3 separate regions of the Sus scrofa genome follow, and regions 2 and 3 are each linked to region 1. The links are chromatin contacts, called in public HiChIP or PLAC-seq maps. All regions are on one chromosome and are shown on one strand. Each heading gives the region's core, a stretch centred on a gene start, on an enhancer-like site or on the middle of the called end of the contact. The rest is flanking DNA. Distances are from core to core; before and after follow the strand shown. Region 1 overlaps JADE1 (protein Jade-1). Region 2 overlaps JADE1 (protein Jade-1). Region 3 overlaps JADE1 (protein Jade-1).

Region 1 (3,731 bases), core at 853-3,352:
ATCAGTGACTTGAGTCATAGGTGGTGATCAGATGCTTGAGAAAGAAAAGAGGACAAAAAGGATTTCACATGCTGAGGCCTATTTCAGACAGTAAAGATCTAAAAAGTTACTTAAAAATTTGTGTCATGGACTTAAATGTAAAATGTAAAACTTTAAAACTTTGAAAAAAAAATTGGAGAAACTCTTCAGAATCTGGGGCTGGGCAAAGAGTTATTACACTTGATACCAATCTTAGAATCCATAAGAGGAAATATTTGGTATATTGGGTCTCTCAAAATTAAAAATTTTCTCTCCAAAACACCCTATAAGAGGATGAAAAATCAGGCTACAGACTAGGAGAAAATACTGCAAAACCACAAATTCAGCAAAGTACTAGCATCTAGAATATATAGAGAACACTCAAATCTCAACAAATTAAAAAAAAAATCAAACAATTCAACTAGAAAATGGGCAAAAACCATGAACACATTTCCCAAAGAGGATATACAGATGGCAAATAAGCATACAAAAAGATGTTCGACATCATTAGCCATCAGGAAAATAATGCAGATTTAAACCACAATGCAATATCACTACATTACTATCAGAATAGCTAAAAAAAAAAAAAAAAAAAAAAAAAAAAAGAAAGAAAGAAAAGAAAAATGGCGGCAACACCAAATGCTGGCAAGGATGTGGAGAAACTGGATTGCTCATACATTGCTGGTGGGAATGTAAAATGGTCCAGCCACTCTTGAAAACAGTTTGGCAGTGTCTCATAAGACTAAACATGTAACTACCACAAGCCCAGCAATTGCACTCTTGGGCATTTAGCCTAGAGAAATGAAAACTTATGTTCACATAAAAGCCTGTACACAAATGTTCATAGCAGCTTTACTCATAGTAGCCAAGAACTGGAAACAACCCAGATGTCTTTCAATGAATGAATAGTGAACAAACTGTAGTACATCCATACCATGAAATATTACTCAGCAATTAAAAAAAACTATGATACATACACAAATCAATAAGAATTTATGCTGTTTTAAAAGCTGATACCAAAAGTTTATATACTATATAATTCAATTAACATAACATCCTTGAAAGTGGAAAATTACAGAAATGGAGAATAGATTAGTGAGTATCAAGGTATGATGAGGGTCAGGGAAGGAGGGAAGTACATGTGACTCTAAGAGGCCATATGAGGGATACTTGTGGTTATGGAAATGTCATATATCTTGATTGTATCAATGTCAATGGTATTATACTTGAATGTATCCTACAACAACTTACTATAGTTTTGCAAAATGTTACTATTAGGGGAGACTGGGTAAAGGGTACACAGGATCTCCTAGCATTACTTCTTGTAACTGTATGTGAATCTATGATTATCTCAAAATGAAAAGTTTACTTTAAAAATATATAGCCAATTGGAAGAGAAAAGAATTAAAGTATTGGAGTTCCCATCGTGGCGCAGTGGTTAACGAATCCGACTAGGAACCATGAGGTTGCGGGTTCGAGCCCTGCCCTTGCTCAGTGGGTTAACGATCCGGTGTTGCCGAGAGCTGTGGTGTAGGTTGCAGACGCGGCTAGGATCCCGAGTTGCTGTGGCTCTGGCGTAGGCCGGTGGCTACAGCTCTGACTCGACCCCTAGCCTGGGAACCTCCATATGCCGTGGGAGCAGCCCAAAGAAATAGCAAAAAGAAAAAAAAAAAAAAAAAAAAAAAGAATTAAAGTATTAATGTATTCCTAGAAAGTAACCTAAAAGGTAAAGAAATTTCCTTATGTAATTCAACAGAGCCATATGAATGAAAAATTCATCTGGCCTAAAATTATGCAGATGTATACATTCCTAAGACTTGTGCTCTGTTGTCTTTTCAGTGCTAGCAGAAACAAGAGGCTAAGCGGGGTTGCAGAGGTGGGAAGAGAAAGGGAACATGCACACTGAAAAAAATATGGAGTGGTTCTTCCTAGAGCCCTTTAAAAATATTCTCTGTCACCTGGCTTTCTGTTTTCTATCTAAATGGCCAAAAGGAATTAATGACTATGTCCTTTCTGTGGTAAACTCACCAGGGCCCTGAGGGTAGAGGAAGAATCTGAGCCTTGCCTCACTTCAGCCAAATTTTACCTAATCTCTCATGCATATTTCTCCACTTCAGTTCCAAGGCTTTGCCCTGAATGCCTTTCCCACCTTCCCAGAGTTCCTCCCATTCCCCTAGCAGCCCCACTACCCAGAACAGAGCATCCATGCAGACATCTAATATATCACTTACTGACTTCTAATCGTGGGTCGAGCCCAGAAGGTCACTCTGTAACATTCATCTTAGTTTTAAAAACATGAGAGGGACATTGTTGGCAAAAATCCAGGAGTAATGAATTCTATGTTCTAGAAACAGAGAAACTGAACTATTTCAATTTGAAAGAGCTGGCAGAAAACCAACAGAGTAAAGTCCTCTGGGGGGAGGAGAAGGGAAGTAGGCTGGTTAGTTAACTTGTAGGTCTGTAAGTTGGGCAGATTTCTTTAAAAGCAAACAAAGCAATTTTAAACTTGAGAGACTTAATTGGCATCCAAGGCCAAGAATATGAATAATTTTATTAAAAAAACCTTGCTCAAGTGAGAATTCTGCAATCGAAGCATTCTGACTCTTAATAGCTAAAGTTTAAGGGAGAAGAATATAGAAAGAATATAGAAAAGGATGTTTATTTTTCCAGTCATATATTCTAAAACATACCTAGACCCTTCCTTTTCTTCACTCACTCCCCCACAACCACACATGAACTGACTAACCTGAATTTGCAATATGTCTCCCACTTGTCCCTTCCCTGTCTTTTTCTACCATTTATGCTGACCAAGACTACCTTACCCATCACTTGAATTATCCAGTGGTAAAACTGGTTTTCTTCCCTCCTTAGCCTTCCCTGCTCCAATTTATTTTACACACTGTGACCAAAGCAATCTTTTAGGAAACTTGAACCATGATATTCTTCTGCGTAGAGCACTCCATGCCTCCTCTCTGGGTAGAGAGCAGGCCTCAGCATTCTTAGCACAACGCTCCTTCCCCACGCACCTGGCTCTAAACATTGTGGTAGTTCCAATGCCTTTGGATGTTGAATTGGTGTACTGCTTGTATAGTGTTACCCCAAATACATGTCCACCTGGACCGTCTCTCATAATGTGACTTTATTAAATAGGAATTTAATAAAGTCACATGATTAAATTAAATAATTTAATGTGTAAATTAAATAATTCCATCTTACATTAAATCTGTAAGATGGAATTAGTTAAGGTGAGATTTTTGCTGGATTAGTCCTGGCTCTAAATCCAATGACTAATAGATTTAGTGTCCTAATGAGAAGGCCATATAAAGACATGCAGAGACACCAGAGGGAAGATGGCCATGTGAAGACGGAGACAGAAATGAGAGTGACGCAGCTACAAGCCAGGGAATGCCAAGGATTGCCAGCAGCCACCAGAAGCTAGAAAGAGTCAAGGAAGTAGTCTTCCCTGGAACCTTTAGCAGGAGCATAGCACTGCTGACACCTGGATTTTGGACTTAGACCTTCCAGAACCGTGAGAGAATAAACCGTTGCTTTAAGCAACCAAGTTTGTGACAATTTGTTATAGCAGCCTCGGGAAACTGACACAATTGGTTAGGAGAATTTTGGCGGCAAAAAATCAACAGCAAAAACAACATCCAAAAAACACAATTGCGCTTAAGGAAAAAGAAATTTATCACAAAGATGCCACTGTATTT
Region 2 (3,242 bases), core at 613-3,112, 150 kb after region 1:
TGCCGATTTCGGCTCCTCCCCAGCTCCTGAACAATCCCCGCCCTTCCTGCTATCTCAGACCTTGGTTTGACAAAGGAAGAGACAAGGAATGCAAAAGAGGATTGGGAAAAAGTGTGGAATGGGGAATGAAGGAGGAGGAGGAGAGGGGAGGTGGAAATCAGGGAAACACTTCAGAGCAATTTTTACTGGCTGAAGAGAAAACAGAGTAAATGCTCTTTACTTCTTTTCCCACCTTAAGCATGGATTTAGGAGAAAACAACCAGAGGATGCAGGAAACTTCTCAGATTGCAGAGTCTGAAAGGACTCAGAATGAATTGAGTTTCCTGACCAATGAAAATACCTGAGGAAAATGCTAAAGGTCAAGCATCACAACATAAGGATGACTCATTTTAGACACGTTCATATGAGGCTCTTGGACTGAAAAATAGAAAGAAGCAACTGTTGGGAAAGTCAGTGAGGGGTGCTAAGCCAGAGAGAGATCTGGAGTGGCTCTCAGCCCATCCTAACTGGGGGTAACTTCAGTACTCAGAGAGTCTGCAAAGGTGAAACCAGAGCCCAGCTTTCTATTTTTAATTCATAGTGAAGAGATAAGAGTTAAATGTAAAGCAGATTAAGACTTCCCTTTAAATCTCCTCTACAAAAGAAAAACTGGAATTAATCTACAGGGGCACTCTATGGATGGCTCAATACCATCATTTTCTAAGAATAAAATTAGAAGCAGAAAAGTGTGTCCTTATCCTTTTGACATCCAAGAATTATTACCATCAAAGTACTACAGCCCATGAAATTACTTTCCAGGTTATACTCATTAGATTGAGCATTTTCATTCTGTAGACCTGTGGTTTTAATGGAAAAGAAAAGGAAAAAAAAAAAATCCCCTCACTTCATAAGACAACTGTTCCCATATACTAGGCCATTAATGGGATGCTAATGCATGTGGAAGTCATTATAAAATCACAAAGTCAGAACTGAGAAGCAGATTTCAAACATTGATAGGCCTGGGCTTGCTGTGGAGTTTGGACTGTGAGAGTGTCAGGATTAGGTAGTGCACTGTAGCCTGTATTCCCTACACCCTGCAGCTAAAGAGGCACGCAACCACAGGCTGTGATTTTTTGTTTTTTTAACTTTTATTTTTTTATTTTTATTTTTGTTTTGTCTTTCTAGGGCCACACCCACAGCATATGGAGTCCAGTGAGAGCTGTGGCTGCCAGCCTACACCAGAGCCATGGCAACACAGGATCTGAGCTGCATCTGTGACCTACACCACAGCTCACAGCAACATCAGATCCTTAGCCCACTGAGCCAGGCCAGGGACTGAACCCTCATCTTCATGGATGCTAGTTGGGTTCGTTAACCTCTGAGCCATGATGGGAATTACTGTGTTTTTTAAACTTTTAATCACATTATATAATATTATCTTTATGGATTAGACATTAAACAGGAAGCTAACCTGGCTGCCAGGGTCTTGTCACTGGATGTGTTAACCAGATAACTCAGCAGCAGCAGAGCAAAGAGATTAAGTGTGCATGCTCTGGAGCAGTTGGCCTGAGTTTGAACCCTAGCTCCACCAATTACTCACTGCGTGACCTTGGGCAAGTTGCTTAATCTCTCTGTGCCTGAGTTGCCACTTGTGTAAAAGGAAGATAATAATAGTCCCTGCCTCAAGTAAAGATTAATTGAGAAAATGTATGCAAAGAACTAAATCAGTTTTTGGCACTATGGTGAGTACTCACCGGGAGTTGGGCGTTATTAGTATGGTGCTGGAGAGGTGAGAGAAGTGAATGCAGGATGGCTGTGCATTCTGGTGGTTTAGTCCAAACCCACTGAGGTATACAGTCCTTAGGACATCTCAGGCCTTGTCCTGTAGAGGAAGAGAAACTAGTCAACTTTCTCTGACAATCTTCCAAGTATCTGAAGTCACTGAGAGCCACTGAGCCTTGATTGGCGTATGATGCCTCAGTATGTGCATTTAACCAGTCCAGCAAATCACGATGCTTTTCTGAACAATTCTCTGTGTGTGTTTTCAGGGACACAGAGGAATTACAAGGCAAAATTTTATCCATGGCATATATGAAGGCTAGTTAGAGAGATTCTGTGTACTTGGGAAATATACCAAACTGTTTACAGGGCCTAATATGAGAAGGAACTGTATATATGAGAAGCAGCTTGAATGCAAAGGTGAGTAAGAAACAATCTCTGCTTTCACATTTGCAATTAGCAGAAGGATAAAGTTAAGACATAAGGCTGAGTGAGTTATGTCTATCAAAGCCTCACAAACCAATTGTTATGGAGTCTCTAAAGAGGAAAGTCCAAACAAGACACACTTTAATGGAATTCTCATAGTCTTCTATTGATAATCAGAGAGCAGATACTCATTTCACAAATACTGAGCCTCTATCACTTGCCCTTGTGTTGCTGATATTCCAATGGGCAAAAAGACAATTAATAGATAAAAAAGTCCCATAGTATGTCTGTACACATACACACAGATAATACGTCAAGGTGTGAGTGTTGTACAGAAACATAAAGCAGAGTAAAGGGCTGAGGGGTGAAGAGGGAGGAGGTGCCATGTAATGAGGTGCTAATTGTGAGGTAAAGATAAAACATGCAAAAGAAGTTAGAGAAGGTGAGAAATGAATGTGGACTAAAAGCATCATGGGAGAATTCTGTGACCTGGGAAGGACTTGACAGGAATCAGGAAGCTGGTCCTTCCAGATCTGGGACAGGGAGAGCAGTGTGGCCAGAGGAGAGGCAGCTGCCCTGGAGGGGTGGGCACATGCAGACAGGGTCGAGGGAGCAGACTGCGTCAAGCCTGAAGCCAGACAACAGGCCTGCTGTAGGCCCATGAGGACTGTTAGGTGTAAGTTCAAAAGCTATTGAAAACTGCCTGGGGAAAAGCATAAGCAGTTTTAGTTTTCATTTCAGCTAGTGAATAGGGACCAGGGCCTCAGGACTGCACCAGGGCCTAGAGACATCAAGACATCTTCTCTTCTCTCATCACTGTATGCTGAAAAACTCTTTCATGTGGTTGAGAAAAGGCCATCAGCAGCCTCACATTAGCATTCTTTGGTGCTAGTAATGTACAGGTGTGGCTTTTTCCCAGCGCCGGCTTCTGCTGTCCATGTTTCAAGGGGGCTGGGCATCGCTTATGTGCTCACCTCTGCGTTAGGTGGGGTGGGGGCATTATCCATAGAATGATGACACCAGACCACATAAAGAGGAGGGTACCTCCAAAGGAAAGG
Region 3 (3,337 bases), core at 645-3,144, 180 kb after region 1:
CCAATTTCAAATTCTTGAAAGAAAGATGAAGCTGAGAAGGGGTCAAGTTGTCCACCCCAATCCAATCAATTAAGGCCAGAGGACTGCACAGCATTAAAAACATGGCTGTGGAGTAGTAGAGGGGAGTATTAAAAAATTAGGATAAGATAATAGACACTCCAGACTATTACATTCTCAGAAATGTGTGTTTAGAAAACTTGCCAGAGCTCTAAATTCTAGGGCTCAATGCTTAAGTGGTAGTCAGGGGTCTATAATATAGCTCAATGTATTTTGAAACTGTCAAAGCCTTGCTAAGCTTCCATACCTTTGGGAAAACTCTTGATGTGAATTTTGCTAAATCATTAGAAACCAGCAACTTTGCTCTTAATGACTGTGGTGGTCATTATCCTAACTTCCCATGATCTTTCCCCATTCACACCCACTTCTCCAATGCTGTTACTGTAAAGTCCCTGTGGTATGCAGCTTGTTTGAGCAAAGTCCAAGCTCAAGGTTAAAAACAGCATAGGACAGACTGGTGATTTTCCTTTTCTAGAAATTACGTTAAAGATACTGAATATGCCATGGTGGCTATACTATAAATCTTTACACTTTGTAAGAGAGTACCAAAAACCTCAAGTCAAACATATAACGAGTTTGGGGAGTTCCCTTCGTGACTCAGCAGTTAATGAACCCGACGAGGATCCATGAGGACTTGGGTTTGATCCCTGGCCTCGCTCAGTGGGTTAAGGATCTGGCCTTGCCAGGAGCTGTGGTGTAGGTTGCAGATGCGTCTTGGATCCCTCATTGCTGGGGCAGTGGTGTAGGCTGGTGGCTACAGCACTGATTCGCCCCCTAGCATGGGAACCTCCATATGCCATGGATTCGGCCCTAAAAGAGCAAAAAACAAACAAACAAACAAAAACCCATATAACCAGTTTTGCCAACCAAAGTATTCACCAGACAACTAAATTAATGGTAGAGCTCAGGTCCTCAGGAGGGCTGGGATTAACTGGTTCAAGTGGTATTTAGAATTCCAAATGAGACAAGAATTATGGTCTAAAAACACTAGGGCTCAACCATGCACTAAGTACCACAGAACAAGATGGAACATTTCCTATTGTCTCAGAATTTTAGCTAAAGCCGCAAAGCTAGAGACAGTGAGTACTAAATACTCACACAAAATCTTTTTTTTTTTTTTTTTTTTTTTGGTCTTTTTGCCATTTCTTGGGCCGCTCCTGCGGCATATGGAGGTTTCCGGGCTAGGGGTCTAATCGGAGCTGTAGCCACTGGCCTACGCCAGAACCACAGCAACACGGGATCCAAGCCGCGTCTGCAACCTACACCACAGCTCATGGCAACGCCGGATCGTTAACCCACTGAGCAAGGGCAGGGACCGAACCCGCAACCTCATGGTTCCTAGTCGGATTCGTTAACCACTGCACCACGACAGGAACTCCATCACACAAAATCTTAAAAGAAGATTACTAAAACACAAAAATATCAGTCCAGCAATTCTACCTTGTCCAGACTAATAAAACTAATTTTTTGTTTGTTTGTTTATTGCTTTTTAGGGCCGCACCTGTAGCAGATAGAAGTTCCCAGGCTAGGGGTCAAATCGGAGCTGCAGCTGCCAGGCTATGCCACAACCACAGCAACAAAGGATCCGAGCCACATCTGTGACCTACACCACGGTTCACGGCAATGCCGGATCCCTAACCCACTGAACAAGGCCAGATATTGAACCAGCATCCTTATGGATACTAGCCAGGTTTGTAATCTACTGAGCCACAACAGGAACTCCCCAAAAATTTAAAATTAGATTCTTAGAAGGGACCAGGAAGGAACAGACACGTTCATAGGGACAGGCAAGTCTGCAATGAGGGCAAATGGTCATGTGTCTCCCTCCCTAGTTATTTGTAAAATTTCTCAAACTCAAAGGTCCAACTTCTGCTTTCCCAGTATAGCATAGTTGATTCAGTGGGAGACCCTACGATAACTAGATCTGGCATAAAACAAAATCCAAATTACATGGCTAGACTCAAATCAAATCAGGGAAAACACCTAGGGTGGAAACAACAAAGCCAAACTAAAATAACAAACTGTTGATTTGAAACCAAAGTAGCAAGTTTGGTGCACATATGTGAGACACAGAATTTATCTGAAGGCAGGTGCTGACAGTGGTCCAGGAGCTGACTGTGGATTGGAGAGTAGGTTCAATTTCAGGATTAAACAGAGTGCAAGGAGACCCCAGCTGTGAGTATACTGCTAAGTGTCACAGTAGGTCAGCCACAGAATAAAGGGCTTTGGAAGAATACCAAGGGTACAGAGATGAGATCATAACACTGACAGGTAAGAGACATTTCTACCTGGTCCCTAATCCCTCTTCTCTTACTCTCTTCAGAGAAAGAAGAGAGAACTAGAGGCAAGAAGTAAGGAGAGAGGAAAAAGAAAACAAGTGAAAGAAAAGACCACACTTTCCTTCCCTCTAGGGGATCCGGAAGCTGTGGGTGAGGCCTGATAGGAGAACAGGGAGACTTAGCTTGAGTAGACCTTAATATGGTGCCGGAAAATGGCTGGAAAGCTGTGTGTGGCGAAGGAAGATCCTAGAGCATGTTTTCAGGCAATGACAGGAAAAGAAAAAACTCCACTGAGTTTCAGCCATTCAATAAACACAAGTTACCCTCACCTGGACAGCAGGCAGCCTGACCCTGCTTCATAGTTGTCTCAAATAACTGTATAAACGTGGGTTAGATTCCATGAAGAAGCCCTGAAAATTAGCCTGGGACAAGAAAATAAGGAAATTTGGCTGCCAAACAAATTAAAAACAAATTTCATTGTTCATGTTTACATAGACTTATAGATACCAGAGTCCAAATCATACCCACAGGAAACATTCTTTAAAAGATGTCTGATATAACCCAGTTAGTGCAAAAGGCACTTCACCAGGATCTTCATCATAAAGAAGGGAGCTCTGCTATATTGGAAGATTTCTAATATTATTGAGAAAATAATGCAAATTTGAACTTCAATCATTTGGGTGCACTGGGAGAAAGGATCAAAGGTAAGTGAGGGTTTCATCGGGACAATGAAATATGAAAGCCAATCACAGAATCAGGAGAGTGGATCATTTACTTTGTTACTTTTGTGTAATCACAATATCAAACAATTCCAGCCCAAATTTAAAGGAAGGATAAAAATTAATATGAATGAAAACCATCACAAATCAACAGGCTTCAGAATGCTGCATAGTAAAATGTCATAAACACTGCATTTTCTTTTCTTGGTCCAATAGGGTGCTGAACCTGGAAGATAAAGTCATTTTAATGAAATCTGCCATTTTCTGAACTACTGATTGTAG

The links. HiChIP or PLAC-seq counts read pairs in DNA pulled down with a chosen protein or histone mark.
Region 2: a contact with region 1 is called in an H3K27ac HiChIP or PLAC-seq map of alveolar macrophages. The contact joins two enhancer-like sites. A contact is called at or near these places in 3 of 47 Hi-C or Micro-C datasets (embryonic fibroblasts and fibroblasts) and 1 of 2 datasets of contacts at active chromatin or transcription factors (alveolar macrophages).
Region 3: an H3K27ac HiChIP or PLAC-seq map of alveolar macrophages shows a contact between it and region 1. The contact joins two enhancer-like sites. A contact is called at or near these places in 1 of 5 promoter capture datasets (liver), 6 of 47 Hi-C or Micro-C datasets (embryonic fibroblasts, heart right ventricle and liver) and 2 of 2 datasets of contacts at active chromatin or transcription factors (alveolar macrophages and skeletal muscle).

Annotation. Positions count from the first base shown.
Region 1 is chr8:96,281,944-96,285,674 of Sscrofa11.1, forward strand. The region is part of intron 4 of JADE1 (protein Jade-1); the gene reads right to left. Among named protein-coding and RNA genes, the nearest start is that of JADE1, 280 kb to the right of the region's middle. Within about 2 kb of position 2,103, at least 1 of the 83 cell types and tissues checked has an H3K27ac peak or open chromatin away from gene starts, as enhancers often do. A contact at or near this core is called in alveolar macrophages, where this site is marked.
Region 2 is chr8:96,432,614-96,435,855 of Sscrofa11.1, forward strand. JADE1 (protein Jade-1) reads right to left here. Exons shown (of 15, transcript XM_021100682.1): 3 at 1,734-1,861. Among named protein-coding and RNA genes, the nearest start is that of JADE1, 130 kb to the right of the region's middle. Within about 2 kb of position 1,863, at least 2 of the 83 cell types and tissues checked have an H3K27ac peak or open chromatin away from gene starts, as enhancers often do. A contact at or near this core is called in alveolar macrophages, where this site is marked.
Region 3 is chr8:96,459,942-96,463,278 of Sscrofa11.1, forward strand. The region is part of intron 2 of JADE1 (protein Jade-1); the gene reads right to left. Among named protein-coding and RNA genes, the nearest start is that of JADE1, 100 kb to the right of the region's middle. Within about 2 kb of position 1,895, at least 1 of the 83 cell types and tissues checked has an H3K27ac peak or open chromatin away from gene starts, as enhancers often do. A contact at or near this core is called in alveolar macrophages, where this site is marked.